Regions from separate parts of the Mus musculus genome. Here region 1 is linked to region 2. Evidence: chromatin contacts called from public ChIA-PET data. All regions are on one chromosome and are shown on one strand. The core of a region is the stretch at or near the end of the contact, and the rest is flanking DNA. Distances in the headings are between cores, read along the strand shown.

Region 1 (6,366 bases), core at 3,610-6,109, 94 kb before region 2:
CAAGTGAGTTAAAGGACATGCTACCTGACACGAGGCAGGAGGGCCCCATCCAAGCCTTCACTGAACCCAACAGACTTGTGTCTGCTGCTTTCTCTCCAGGTCACTTCCCTAACCCCCTAAAATCTGCCACTTTCACTGCCCCCGCCTCTGAACCCCAACCAGACGGCCCAGGCTGGAAACAAAAGTGAATTGAAAAGAAAAAGTCATAGACCATTAGATCACTAGCCCATTAGAAGAGGCCTTTGGCAGGCAGGTGAGTGTCCAGGCTGTGGGGGTCAGTCTCCTTTATCCTGGCTTTATTTTCAGGACAGACTCTGCGGAGAATGTTAATTTTTCTAAGCTCTATTGTTTTAACTAGTTCCTGTCAAAGTGTGTTTTGGTGGATGTTTGGTGGGGGCAGTGGACATATATGACAACACATTGCTGGCACCTGGCACCTGGGAGCCATTAGATGAGGCGTCGACTTCATCTATTTCTTCATCTGTGAGGCATTTACATCGATGGTACATGCTGATACATGGCATATCTCATTAGGATGGAGGGAAACACAGTTGTTGATTGAGGCCCCCAACTTTTGAGTTTGCCGTCCCAAGTTAGGATTGAATAATCCTGACAGCCGTCCTTTGCTGGGTGGATTTCTTAGGTGCTCAGGACAGACTAAACATACTGTATTAAGTCATTTGATGATTACATAATTCTTATGAGGGATGCGTCATCATCAACACCTAAAATTTACTGATGAGGAAACAGGCATAGAGAGTTCAGGTAACCTGCCTAGTCCCACACAGAACTCCCAGCTTCTGGTAGCCCTGGGGAGATGACTCTCAGTTGAGATGTACCAACTTTTTGATACGATATTTGAATTGAGTATAAAGGCCTCGGAAATTCACAGGATGATTTAAGCATATATAGGCACATATGTTAAGCACATAAACAGTTTATGTGTTGGTTGTATAGTCTGAGATTTCTTTTTTTCCTTCCCTTTATCTTTGGGTATCCTCTCCCATCTTTAGCCATTCATGTGTCCTTTTTGACTAAGAACCCCAGTTCAGTTGAGCAAACCAATGAGGCGGTTCTCCCCTATCTCCTAAATCCCTTTCCTTGCCTGTGCCTTGGAAGTGATGGGTCTCTGTATATTTTCAGCACTGAAGACATTGCACTCAAACTCTGATGAAACCAGTGGCTGCCCACGGTGTTATGAAGATGATCAATACTGCAATAAATGTTACAGAATTTGTTTTTTCATTTTGAGACAGGTTTTTGCTATATAGCTCTAACTGTCCTGCAACTTTCTGTGTAGACCAGGCTGGCTCTGAACTCACAGGGACACACCTGCATTTGACTCCCAAGAACTGGGATTAAAGGTGTGCACCACCATGCTTGACTTGAATTTCATATTTTTCTTTTTTTTTTTTTTTGAGAAAGGATCTCATGCAGCCAAAGATGGTTTTGAACTCAGTCTGTAGCCAAAGATGACCATGGATTCAAGATCTTCCAAATGCTGGGATTATAGGAGTATGGCACTCTGGGTTATTTATGCAGAGCTGAGGATGGAACCCAGGGCTTCATGCATTTCAGATGAATGCTCTACCAACAAACAGGGTTGCATCCACAACAGAATCTGATTCTTTTAAAACCATTAAAACTCTAGAGAACACTGACCTCCTCTTTACAAGGGCTTAATTACATCAATGTTTGTGAAATAGCCACCACCCTGCAAGACTGTCTTTCTCTCTCTGTCAGTAGAGGTATTAGAAGCCCATCCATTGCAGATTTCTCTCTCAGGATCAGGCTGTTAAGTCTGAAGTCATTAATGACTGTGCAAAGGCACAGAACTGAGCCGTTCTCCAAGGAAGCAGTCTTGAAGACAGTCTTCCCCAGTTCTTTTTAAACAGTATCCCGGCAGGCACAAGGTTTGCTTTTTGAGAGTGTTGTTAGAGGTGAGCCTGTGGTCAGTCCATGTTGTTGCCATTGGGTATAGTTACTATGGGTACTGGTATTGGTGGCCCTGCTAGTGTGTGGGCCTCTCTCTCCATGCATGGCCAATGAGCTCAGTTGATCTGGAAAGCATCCTAACAAAGGTTACCAACAGATAATCACATTCATTAAAGATTCATCTTCCCACAGGGACTCCTACATTGTCTCCCTGCAAGAGACACTGGTCTCCCTGCAAGAACTTTGAGCCTGTTCCTTCCCTGGTCAAGGGGTAAGGACCACACATGCAATCTGGTGATGTGTGTGATCAGAGTGGCTTCTAGATTCTATATTTTACTCTCTACTCCTGCAGTCATCATGCAGAGGTGTGTCTGTGGTCAAGAGAAGAGGAAGGGTCTAGTGGGAGAAATTAGTAATTGGATCTGTGTAGATCTATCTTTATCAAATAGCTAAATTTTGGTAAGATGCTACTGAGAAGAAAATGGTATCAGACTAGCTGTCCACCAACCAATGATTAGATAATGAAAAGTTATATAGATGGAATTTTATTTAGCTGTAAAGAAAATCTGAATTACAAAATTTGCATGAAAGTGGAAAATATTATATTGAGGTAACCCAGGGTCAGAAAGACAAATAGTGTGTGTATATTTCTTCTCATATGTGGATCTTAGCTTTTAATGAAAAGATTTTAATTTACTTATTAATTTTATGTACATGGATTATTTCATCTGCATGTATGTCCATGTGTCACGTGTATGCCTTCCTTGTGCCCTCAGAGGTTAGAAGGAGTGTTGGAATTCCTGGACCTGGAGTTACAGATGGTTGAGCCCCAGTGTGGGTGCTGGGTATTGACCCTGGGTCCTTTAGAAAAGTATCCAGTGTTAATTGCTAAGCCATCTCGTCAGCCCCTTAGTTTTGAGTTTTTATATGTGCATACATACACATGAGTCAGTATAGACAGGAAACAGAAAGGGGTCCATGAGAAGGGGGGGAAAGAGGCTTTAAGGAATGAGGTGGGAGCGGTAATTGATAGAAAAGTGGACAGTGCACGCTGGAAGTGGGAGAGCCTGGGGGTAGGGTGGGGACGGGAACCAGGGAAATGCGGACAGGAACAGAGCCCGGGCTGGAACAACCGAATATGAGTAAGAATGAAAAGACCAAGAGGAAATCTGCTAAATCTTGCATGCTAATTAAAAAGAAAAAAAAAAAACAAACTGAAGAGAGATGTTACTGAGTAAGTGTTTTATCATGCCTATCAATTTAAATAATCACTGTGGAGTTGGCCACTAAGTTAAAGATGCAGCCTATCTGGATTTCAGAATCATCAGTGTCTGAATTTGGTAGTTATATAATTTTAAAACTTAGAAGAATATAATAAATGAGCATACGTTATTCATAAAAAGTGAGTATAAAAATGAGCCTAGTTAAGGCTTCAGTGAAAAATGAGTCGATAAACGCTTTGGGGGACAGTTGAGGGCGCTGCATCATCCCACAGATAATTTTGACCTGGGGGTTGTCGGATGTGAGAGAAGGGTGCGGAGGCTCAGTGGGATTTGATATTCCGACTGGACAATGAAGAGCTGTGATGACCTGCTAAAAATGGATTGTTATTATGCCTCGGGCTTAACCATCGTAGGAGTGGGGATTGTTATTATACATATTTTATGGAGGAGGAATCTGAGGTTCACTGAGCTTCTACGATTTGTGTAAAGTCATCGGCTAAGCAGCTGAGCCTGAATTTCCTCCACAAGATCCCTTAGCCCAGAGCCCAGGCCACTGACCACTGACCCTGTGCTCAGTCTGGGGATTAACAGGGGATCTTGTTTACACCAGCCCAAGTTGGAAGTAACAAGGTGAGAGAAAGGGTGTGGCTAACTCTACTACTTCCGAGTCACAGAGGGCTGGCACAGGAAGTACTGGGTGAGTTTTTCAATCCAGCATCTCTGTGAACAAAAAGGTAGATCTTGCCAGTTCGAGAAGACTTCAGTACTGAAAAACCTCAGATTTCATCAGTCTTTAGGGGAAAACACGTGCGAGGCCGCAAGCTGACAGTGGGTCACAGTGTCCCACAATGCTGGCTTCTGGTCTTACTCCCAAGGGTTTTTTGCGCATCAACTGGTGCTCATTATGGACATTTTTTTTTTAAATTTAATTGTTTCTTTTACCAATTTTGAAATAATATTTTTTCACCAACCTCTTATTTTTTCCCACTATTGTATGTATTTGCCATTAAAATGTTCAAAGGTCTTGTCATGATGTCACAAGCCAAACCAGCACTCAGGAGGCTGAGGCCAGCCTGGGCTACATAGTGAGGCCCTGTTTCTAATAAATGAATAAATAACTAAAGTTCAAAGATATGGATTGTTCCCTGAAATTTCCTAAAGGTTGGTTCTGTTTAGGGGTAGAGTGGGAGCACCGACTTGTGCAAGGAAGCAGGCGTCATTATGTTGCTTTATAAAGCTATCCTGAAGTTTTCTGGCATCTTCTTATCACAGAGTTTGCCATTATGTCCTAAGTGGAGTCTGAGGGTTCCTGCTACTGATAAACCTGGAGGGCCCTTACCTTTGAAAGGCCGACTGGTCCCACCAGGCAAGTTCCCCTCAACATGGACACATTTGTATTTTAAACTCATAAACATAGGGAGATCTTGTATGGGGTGTGACTGGCCCCAGGTAAGAGGTCCAGGGTCCACACCTTTGGATATTATCTCTGAGAAACTAGAGTCCAAGTAAAGCCCACAGAATCCCACATGTCGCTGTCACTTGCATCCCTCTCTATGAACCATGTTTTAATCCTTCTCAAGGAAGCTAAAGCAAATGGGTAGGCTTTGTCTCCATTTTGAATGACAGCTATCCCTCTGGCTTGTGGGAACCAGTGAGATAGGGGCTGGCCTGATCATTCTCTGGAGGTGTGGCTGATAGACAGGCAGGCGTGGCCTTGCTAAGAGTAGAAGCCAGATGGAGAGGCACTTGAGGAAAATCTAGGAATAGAAAGACCTTTGAGGCTTTGAGGCTAAGAGTTCAGATGTCAATGTTACCAACTTGGCAACTGAATTTTTGGATCTCTTTGAACTTCAGTTTCCTCATCTGCAAAGAAATTATCATTTCATGGGGGTTTGAAGACAACTGAAGGAAATGGGGGCTGGAGAGATGGCTTAGCAATTAAAAGCACTGGCTGCTCTTGCAGAGGGTACAGGTCCCAGCACCCACATAATGGCTCACAACTGTCTGTTAACTCCAGATCCAGAGGTTCTGATGTCTTCTTCTGACCTCCATGGCACAAGGCACACATGTGGTACACTTACATACATGCATGCAAAAAAGACTCATATAGATAAATCTAAGAATTATAATAGAATGAACTATTGTAGTATAGGAAGCACTGAGCCCAGCACCTGACACATACTAAATGGTCAATAGACTATTATTGTAATAAGGATATTAATCAGCCTCTATAGCATCAGACTTACTAATCACCATGATAAATACAGTTTTGGCTGTCCACTAGATCAGTTGGAACAGCACAGATATATACATTTTCAACGTGGGTAGACATTCTCCTGCCCATGTGGTCGTGGTTAAGAGAAGGTGATCACATTTGGTCAGTGGTCCTTATTTAACTTAGCTAGAGCAGGAATTTTATAAAATATTTGTTTCTCCACCTACCCTTCTTTTCCCCCTTCTGGTTGCCAGTGTGCCCTTTTGGGAAAACAGAAAGTCCATTAATCACCATAGATCACTATAGAGTATCTAAAAGATTTGCCATTTGGCCACACCAATCCCAGCTGTCGCTACTTACATCTTTCTGACAGTCCCATGGGTGGGACTTCTGCAAGCTCACCTTTCTACACCTGCCCATGGGAGATGGAAGCCACCTGTCTCTACAGGAAATAGTCATTTGGCTTTTCTGGTTCTCCGGCTGTGTCCACTCCAGGTTGCAGCTGCACTTTGGGCAATGTGCAAGCCAGAGGGCAGATTTTGCACAAGGACCTCTGAGTTGGGTGGGGGGCTAATTAAAGTCAAGCATTCTAGCCAAATTGAGTGTTGAGTTGTATAATTGGCCAGGAGCTATAGGTCATGTGTTGAGAAAGCTGGTCCAGGTGCCCAGTGTTTTGAATGGACAGGGAAGGAAGGTCAAAGGTGACTGGGCTTGCTCTGTTTATATGCCAGAATCTCTGGGCAGTTGCTTAGCCCTTGGCCTCGCTGTTGGCAGAACCTAGTCTTGGAGTGTTACCCATCCCATTTAGTACTACTGAGGCTTAACCAAGTTAGAGGCAGGCTGGTAGGCTTATTGAGATATCTTTAGGAACTGTGCCCACAAAGTTCACATCTCAGAACAGAGTGGGGTTGACTTTAGGTCCGGTCAATCCCTGGTCAGGAGGTGCTCAGGAGGAGCTCTGCCCTTCTGGGATCCTTCACAACTGGCAAACAG
Region 2 (6,133 bases), core at 2,454-4,953:
GAGCTTAGCGAGTCCCTGCCCACACATGCCAGGACCTGGCATGCCAGGAAAAGCCCCAGGATCAAACCGAGGTTGTTCACTGGGGAGAAAAAAGCATGCCAGTCCCTGGAGGCTGCAGAACCTGGCTGATAGGCTGTTGGCAGCCACTGATTTGTCTCTGCTAGGACCCTTTGCTTTCAGCCAAGACTTAACCCCAAGGAGCAAACAGGGCAAGTTGTCCATGCAGCTCTGTACAGGGCTTGGAAACCTCAGATAGGTCAGTCAGCTACCTGCCTTTACTGGATTCATGCTGAAAAGAAAGACAGACAGGATACTGTTTGTAGGCTAGGCCAACATGGTAAGACGACAGACAGGCTGAGGTCAAAGGGAGTGGCCAGCCCCTCCTAGGAGGTCAGGAGAAGGGGCTGCACAGCTCATAATCCTGGTCATTGATGGAGGGTTTGGCGGTGTTAGGCAAGCCCAAGAGCTTCCTATCTATTATCCCCCAACTTTATATACTAACTTGTGTTCAAGAGAATAAGCCCTCTTTACAAGTGGAGAGTTTGCTGTCCTGTTTCAGGTCACGTTGCTGCTGACTCCCGGAGTTGGAATCCCATCTAAGTTCCCCCCTGACCTCAAAACAACAGAACGGGCTCTTTCAACTGTCTCTTTCCCATGGCCAGTGTCCAAATGCTCTCACGGGAGTGGTTTGCTTTCAGTCGGAGGCTTGAATTCTGGGGAAATCAAAATCCCAGACTTCCATCCAGGTGCTGACAGCTGTTCATGCCTTGCTATGAATGAGAGCCACTGGAAGGAAGATGCTGAGTGACAAGGAAAACTGAGAGGGCGCTGAGAGTATAGAGACAAGTTCCCTCAGCCACAGAGGAGGAGCCAACCTGTAATATCTGGATCGCAGCACAGCTCATGCCCCTGCCAGGGTTTCCCACAACATCTTACCAATCTCATACCCTCAAGGGGCTTTTAATTTATGTCTCTGGGAACTCACTGATAAGTGTCCCCCACCTCCTTGCTGATGCTATCAGCTGGACCCAGTACAGATGCTTCAATTTTTAAGTTACTGCCTGCCTTTTCAGAATATTGTAGATAACCCCCACCCCCACCCCCAAAACTTTTACAAGTGGAAGAAAAAGTACTCAATGATTGCCAGCTGGAAGCTCCCATGGTGGGAGGCAAAGGAAGCTGGCACAGCCTGAAAGTGCCCTCCTCTCCTCCTTCCCAGCAGCTGCCGCAAAGCGCCTTGTGCTATGCTGACCATGATCAAAGCCATTTTGGTCTTATGGTTTGTTAGAAGGTAGAAGTGTTTTTGAGTGCCCACTATGTGGCAAATGAGACTGGAAAAAGTACTTAATGTGTGGGAACTTATTCAAACCAGCCAGTAACCTTGAGTAGCAGGTTTAAGGAATGGGCTCTAGCTGACGTGGCAGGAAAGCACAAGTGTTGGTTATTGACTTCATACACACTGACTCCCAAGAGAGCTTTGCACTGCTCAGGCAGTGCTCTAGGACCAGCATCATGTGTATAACATAAAAGTTTGGTCTAAAGCAGCATCCCAGGCTCCAGCTCCCAACTTCCTTCAATGTGCATCTTTTCACAAGATTTCCAGATGACGGGTGTACACTTTGCAATTTGAGAAGCGCCACTCTTCTTACACAGCCCAACTGTATTTCTAAACTATTGTATTCTACCAACTAGTTAAACAGTGACCAGCCATAGACATTGGGTCAGACAACAGGTGTAGGTCAAGGGATGGACCTCTTTATGGGAACTTTTGACTCTGTGTTTTACAAGGGAATATGGAAGTTGGGGCCAGGTGGTAAGAATCAGGACATTTGGATTTGAACCCTGGCCATGCTACTCAGTGGCTGAGCCACCAGTTATTCCTTAATTCTGGTTTCTCATCTGTGGAACCAACTGGGTGAGCCAGCATGTACCCAGCACACAGTGTATTTCATAAACACAGGACAGGCATCCAGTAGGATCTCAGCAAGGATCAGCTGGAAAAGGAAACCAAAAATTAGTGATCTACCCAGTTGTCCTCCACCAGGAGACAGCCCCTGCCCTCAGATGAAGAAAAGGATGTGCTAGAATGGCAAGACCACAGTATCTTCTATGTCAGAGAAATGTAGGGTCTTCCGACACCCCTTTATCATGATGGCCTAGACTGTCTCTATAAAACTTCCAGATCTCCCTAGCTTATTTTATTTGGTGAGCAGTTGCTACACACCATGGGTAACTCAGAAAATTGGCAGAATCTCCAGGGCAGCTAGATGTCAGAGCGTGGGGAGTGAGACATGATCCAAGCTCACCTCTCTAGTGTGGGAACCTCGAATGTTGAAGGGAAGAAGGTAAATACAATCTAGAGATCCTGGATCGTGTTCTCACCCTCCCCCTACTCTCTCGCCTCTTACCTCTTGTCTGTAAACTTCCTTGAGTCATCCTTAGTTACCAAAGTGTACCCAATCCCACCTTAGTCACAGACATTGTTTCCTTTGCTTATGCCAAGTCAGTCACCATACTATAGGTACTACACGTTTGATACATTCTACTATGGAATCCCTCAAAATTCCTGATGATGTACACATTATACTATTATTATCCCATTTTATAGCTGGGGCAACTGATCCACAGAGTAGGGAAGTGACTTGCCTGAAGTCACTCAACCATTTCCTTCTGATGGTGAGCAAGGGTCTGTACCCAGATTCATTCAGTTCCAGAGTGCATGTAGACAGCCACTAGACCTTACAGCTGTGGCTTGTAACTTGGTTCACACAGTAAGCCTATTGATATGGTGTCTCCAACTAAGATCATTGGCTTCTTCATTCCAGTAAGCAAAACATCATGTCCCCCAAAGAAGGACAGAATGCAGCTTTCCAGACCCTACCTTAAGGTGGCTTTTTCTGGTGGTCTGTGGCAGCAAGGCATTTTGGTGAGGTTCTCAGGTGTTTTAGAACCTTTATGGGCTGTCACCCTGTGAGCAACTGGGCTCCATGGAATGGCCTCTTTGGTTTTTTATGAAGAACAGGTTGCTGGCTTCTGGGAAAGCAGGGTCATTAAATTTGAGGGAGCTTCTTGCAGGTAACCTTTGCCCCTTGTGATTGAGATAAGGATGTGAGTTTGTAGTCTGAGGTCAGGCTTCAAGGCTTAGCTCCAGAGCTTCTCTTCTGGAGAATTGAGCTCGGTGGTGATTGGGGGATGGGTAGAGTGCTGAAGATTATTGACAATTAAAACATTAACCATTAAGCCTATGGACTGTCTCATTCTGGCTCTTAAGTAATGTGTGTGTTTCTAAACATATTTCCAAGTATGTAGATACATGCCTTCATGTATAGAGGCCAGAAATGATGTATGTGTTTGTGTCCATGTTATCATGTATGTAGATACATGCCTACATGTGCAGAAATGATGTTATGTTTCTTCTCCTATTTTTCCCCACCTTATTTTTCGAGACAGGTCTCTTATCGAACCCAGAAGTTATCAATTAGCTAGAGTAGACCAGCAAGCTCCAAGGATCTGTCTATCTCTGCCTCGCTAGCACTGAGATCACACTGAGAGCACAAACAGACATGCCCTGATATTTGTGTGGGTCCTGGGGATCTGAAGTCAAGTTTTCATGCTTACATGGCTAAGCATATTACCCACTGAGCTATCTCCCCAGGCCCCAGGTTCTTAAAAGCCCAAGATAAGGTGACTTTAGTATATCTAAGTCTTCAGACATAGATGTAGAATTGTTCTTGGCAACTCCCAGTATGACAGTAACGCCCCGTTCAAGTTCCCCAAACCTCCTTTTGTTTATTTGGTACATTTACCACCTACTTGATTAGCCTCTTAGATCTTCCTTTAAAATGAGTCACTCACTAAAGAAAGAGTTCTGGTGTTCTCCAGCATAGCATGGCGACTACAGTTCATGACACTCTATTTTACATTGCATAAAGAGTTTGAAGAGTTAATAAAAGCCACCAAGCTAAGAATCGGCAAGTGTTAAAGGAGATGGAGAAGCTCACTCCTCTGATTTGATCGTTACTCACTGTATACAGGTATCAAGCACTACCCCACACCCCACAAATATGTACCATTTACTGTATTTCAGTGAAAAGGAATATTCATGCATTTATAAAGCAATCATATCACTACCAGTAATAGAAAACAAACAGCAGTAGCTGTATACACACACACACACACACACACACACACACACACACACACACTTTGTGTGTGTGTGTACATAAATACCTATGCTAAAATCCAGCATGGGAATGAAATTCTCATATTGGAACTCCAGTTCTTTCTATGAATGTGAGATGTCTGTCCACAAATGGAGAGACTTCCTTTGAAGTGGGTAAAGAATGAAAGAGATCAGAGGAGGTGCACTTTTCTCTGTGATTAACTGGGTAAATCCAGGTCCCTAGGTAATCTAAAGCCATGCCATTTCAGGTGACCATTAAATACTACAGCATTAGAACGCCAACTTCATGAGGGCAGGGCTGCTGTGGTTTCCCTCTTGACGATCTGTTCATTCACTTGCTATTGTCCCAGACCCTGGGTCAGTGCTTGGAATGTATTACGTCTTCCATATCTAGTGAAGACATTGTTCACCGGTGCATGGCCCAATTTTTCCATCCCTTATCTTCTTTCCACACTGAAAAAACTGAATATAAGTCAGGAAGAGTATTCAATTGGCCACCAGACACCATGTTTGCTTTATCATAGCTCAACCACTCAGGTCTGAGAATGCTGGGACACTGATCAGTCCTGTATCAGTCTTGGCTTCTTCCAGTTCTTCAATGAACGTATGACTGTTGATGTGGGGATCAAATGATATTGTGAGTGGGTAAATATTTAGAAAGCAGAAAGCCTTCTGCACAGGGAAAAGTTGAGTTGTTTATAAATGGCAGAGATGTCTGATTGTAACTCACTAATGTGTGGCCCCCAGCTGCTGTGTGTGAGCTCCTTCAAAGCCTGGCTGTCCTCATTGTCTTTGCCTTCTAATAGAGAACCTATTGTTCAAGAGGAAAGCTCTCACTGAACAAGCTCACTGATACTATTGAGATGAGCTCCTGCATCCTACTGAGTGTTGGAAAGGGTGACCTATGAGGCTGATGCCATCTTCCCTGTGTTTATTTTTAGTAGAACCATTATTATACCGCTACTAATATTACTAATAATATTGTTCTTACTAATAATGCAGGGAAACTCCCACTTGTCTGTGACTGGGCCAGTTTTGCCTGGAGGGAGAGGCATGGATTCAATGACCTTCTGATCTTCCTCTTAGCCCTTTGGTTCTATTATGACCTTGTAAACCCGAGGGTGTTCTGTTTCTACCCTTAAGGAGTTATGGTTAGAATTAGCCAAAAATATCACCCAGTTCACCTCCCAGTGGTCACCGCCTTTCATGATGCGCCTGTTATTCAAGGCTTACGATTTTCTAGGATATGACAGTGAAGTGCTAGCAATGAAAATGAAGGTAGCAGGATTTATGTGTGACATGCAACAAGCTGGTGAGGCTGTCATTGTCTGATATGTGTCATCTACAGAGGAGGTGGCATCCAGATCATGCCTCATTCATTAAGTACATGTTTACAGATTCTTAGGATGCACCAGCCACTCTGCTGGTCCATCCCAAGAGAGTCACAAATAAGACATTGTAATGAAAGGCTCTAAGAGCTTAAGAGAGGAAAAGTCAAGGAGAGAGAATGCAAGAAGCCTGTGTCTGTGTGTGTGTGTGTGTGTGTGTGTGTGTGTGTGTGTACTGATTTGTGATAAGATAGTTAATCAGGAAAGGTGCCCAGAGGAAGCTGTGTTTGGGCTGTGATCTAAAGGATGAATAGCTAGAAGAATGAGTAACAAAGATTAATGAACATATTCTGGGCATATGCAGAGTATACTACAATAGTTTAGGGGAGAGTAGCATGCCCGTTTGTGGGAGTGTGATATTTTGAGATGTAGATTTAGGTTTCAACCAGTTTGCTGGCTTCCAACGCTTATATGTCTCAGAATCTCCAAAGTGATAAGTCTGAAATGATATTTATGATGATGAGTTGACTAATGGATGGCCACTACTAGGTTCCTTTAGAGTACAGCACTAACAATGGAAAAACACGGGGGCTGTCGAGATGGCTCAGTGAATAAATGTGAT

The links. ChIA-PET counts read pairs in DNA pulled down with a chosen protein or histone mark.
Region 1: an SMC1A ChIA-PET map of the G1E-ER4 cell line shows a contact between it and region 2, with 16 read pairs. The contact joins two enhancer-like sites. A contact is called at or near these places in 2 of 39 promoter capture datasets (pre-B cells and stem cell-derived epiblast-like cells), 1 of 15 datasets of contacts at CTCF or cohesin (the G1E-ER4 cell line), 2 of 115 datasets of contacts at active chromatin or transcription factors (embryonic stem cells and intestinal crypt epithelium) and 1 of 9 other capture datasets (adipose tissue).

Annotation. Positions count from the first base shown.
Region 1 is chr2:103,414,049-103,420,414 of GRCm38.p6, reverse strand. It overlaps a transcript of Elf5 not described here. Among named protein-coding and RNA genes, the nearest start is that of Elf5, 6.8 kb to the left of the region's middle. Within about 2 kb of position 4,859, at least 2 of the 459 cell types and tissues checked have an H3K27ac peak or open chromatin away from gene starts, as enhancers often do. A contact at or near this core is called in the G1E-ER4 cell line, where this site is marked.
Region 2 is chr2:103,319,356-103,325,488 of GRCm38.p6, reverse strand. No RefSeq gene overlaps it. Among named protein-coding and RNA genes, the nearest start is that of Ehf, 19 kb to the right of the region's middle. Within about 2 kb of position 3,703, at least 13 of the 459 cell types and tissues checked have an H3K27ac peak or open chromatin away from gene starts, as enhancers often do. A contact at or near this core is called in the G1E-ER4 cell line, where this site is marked.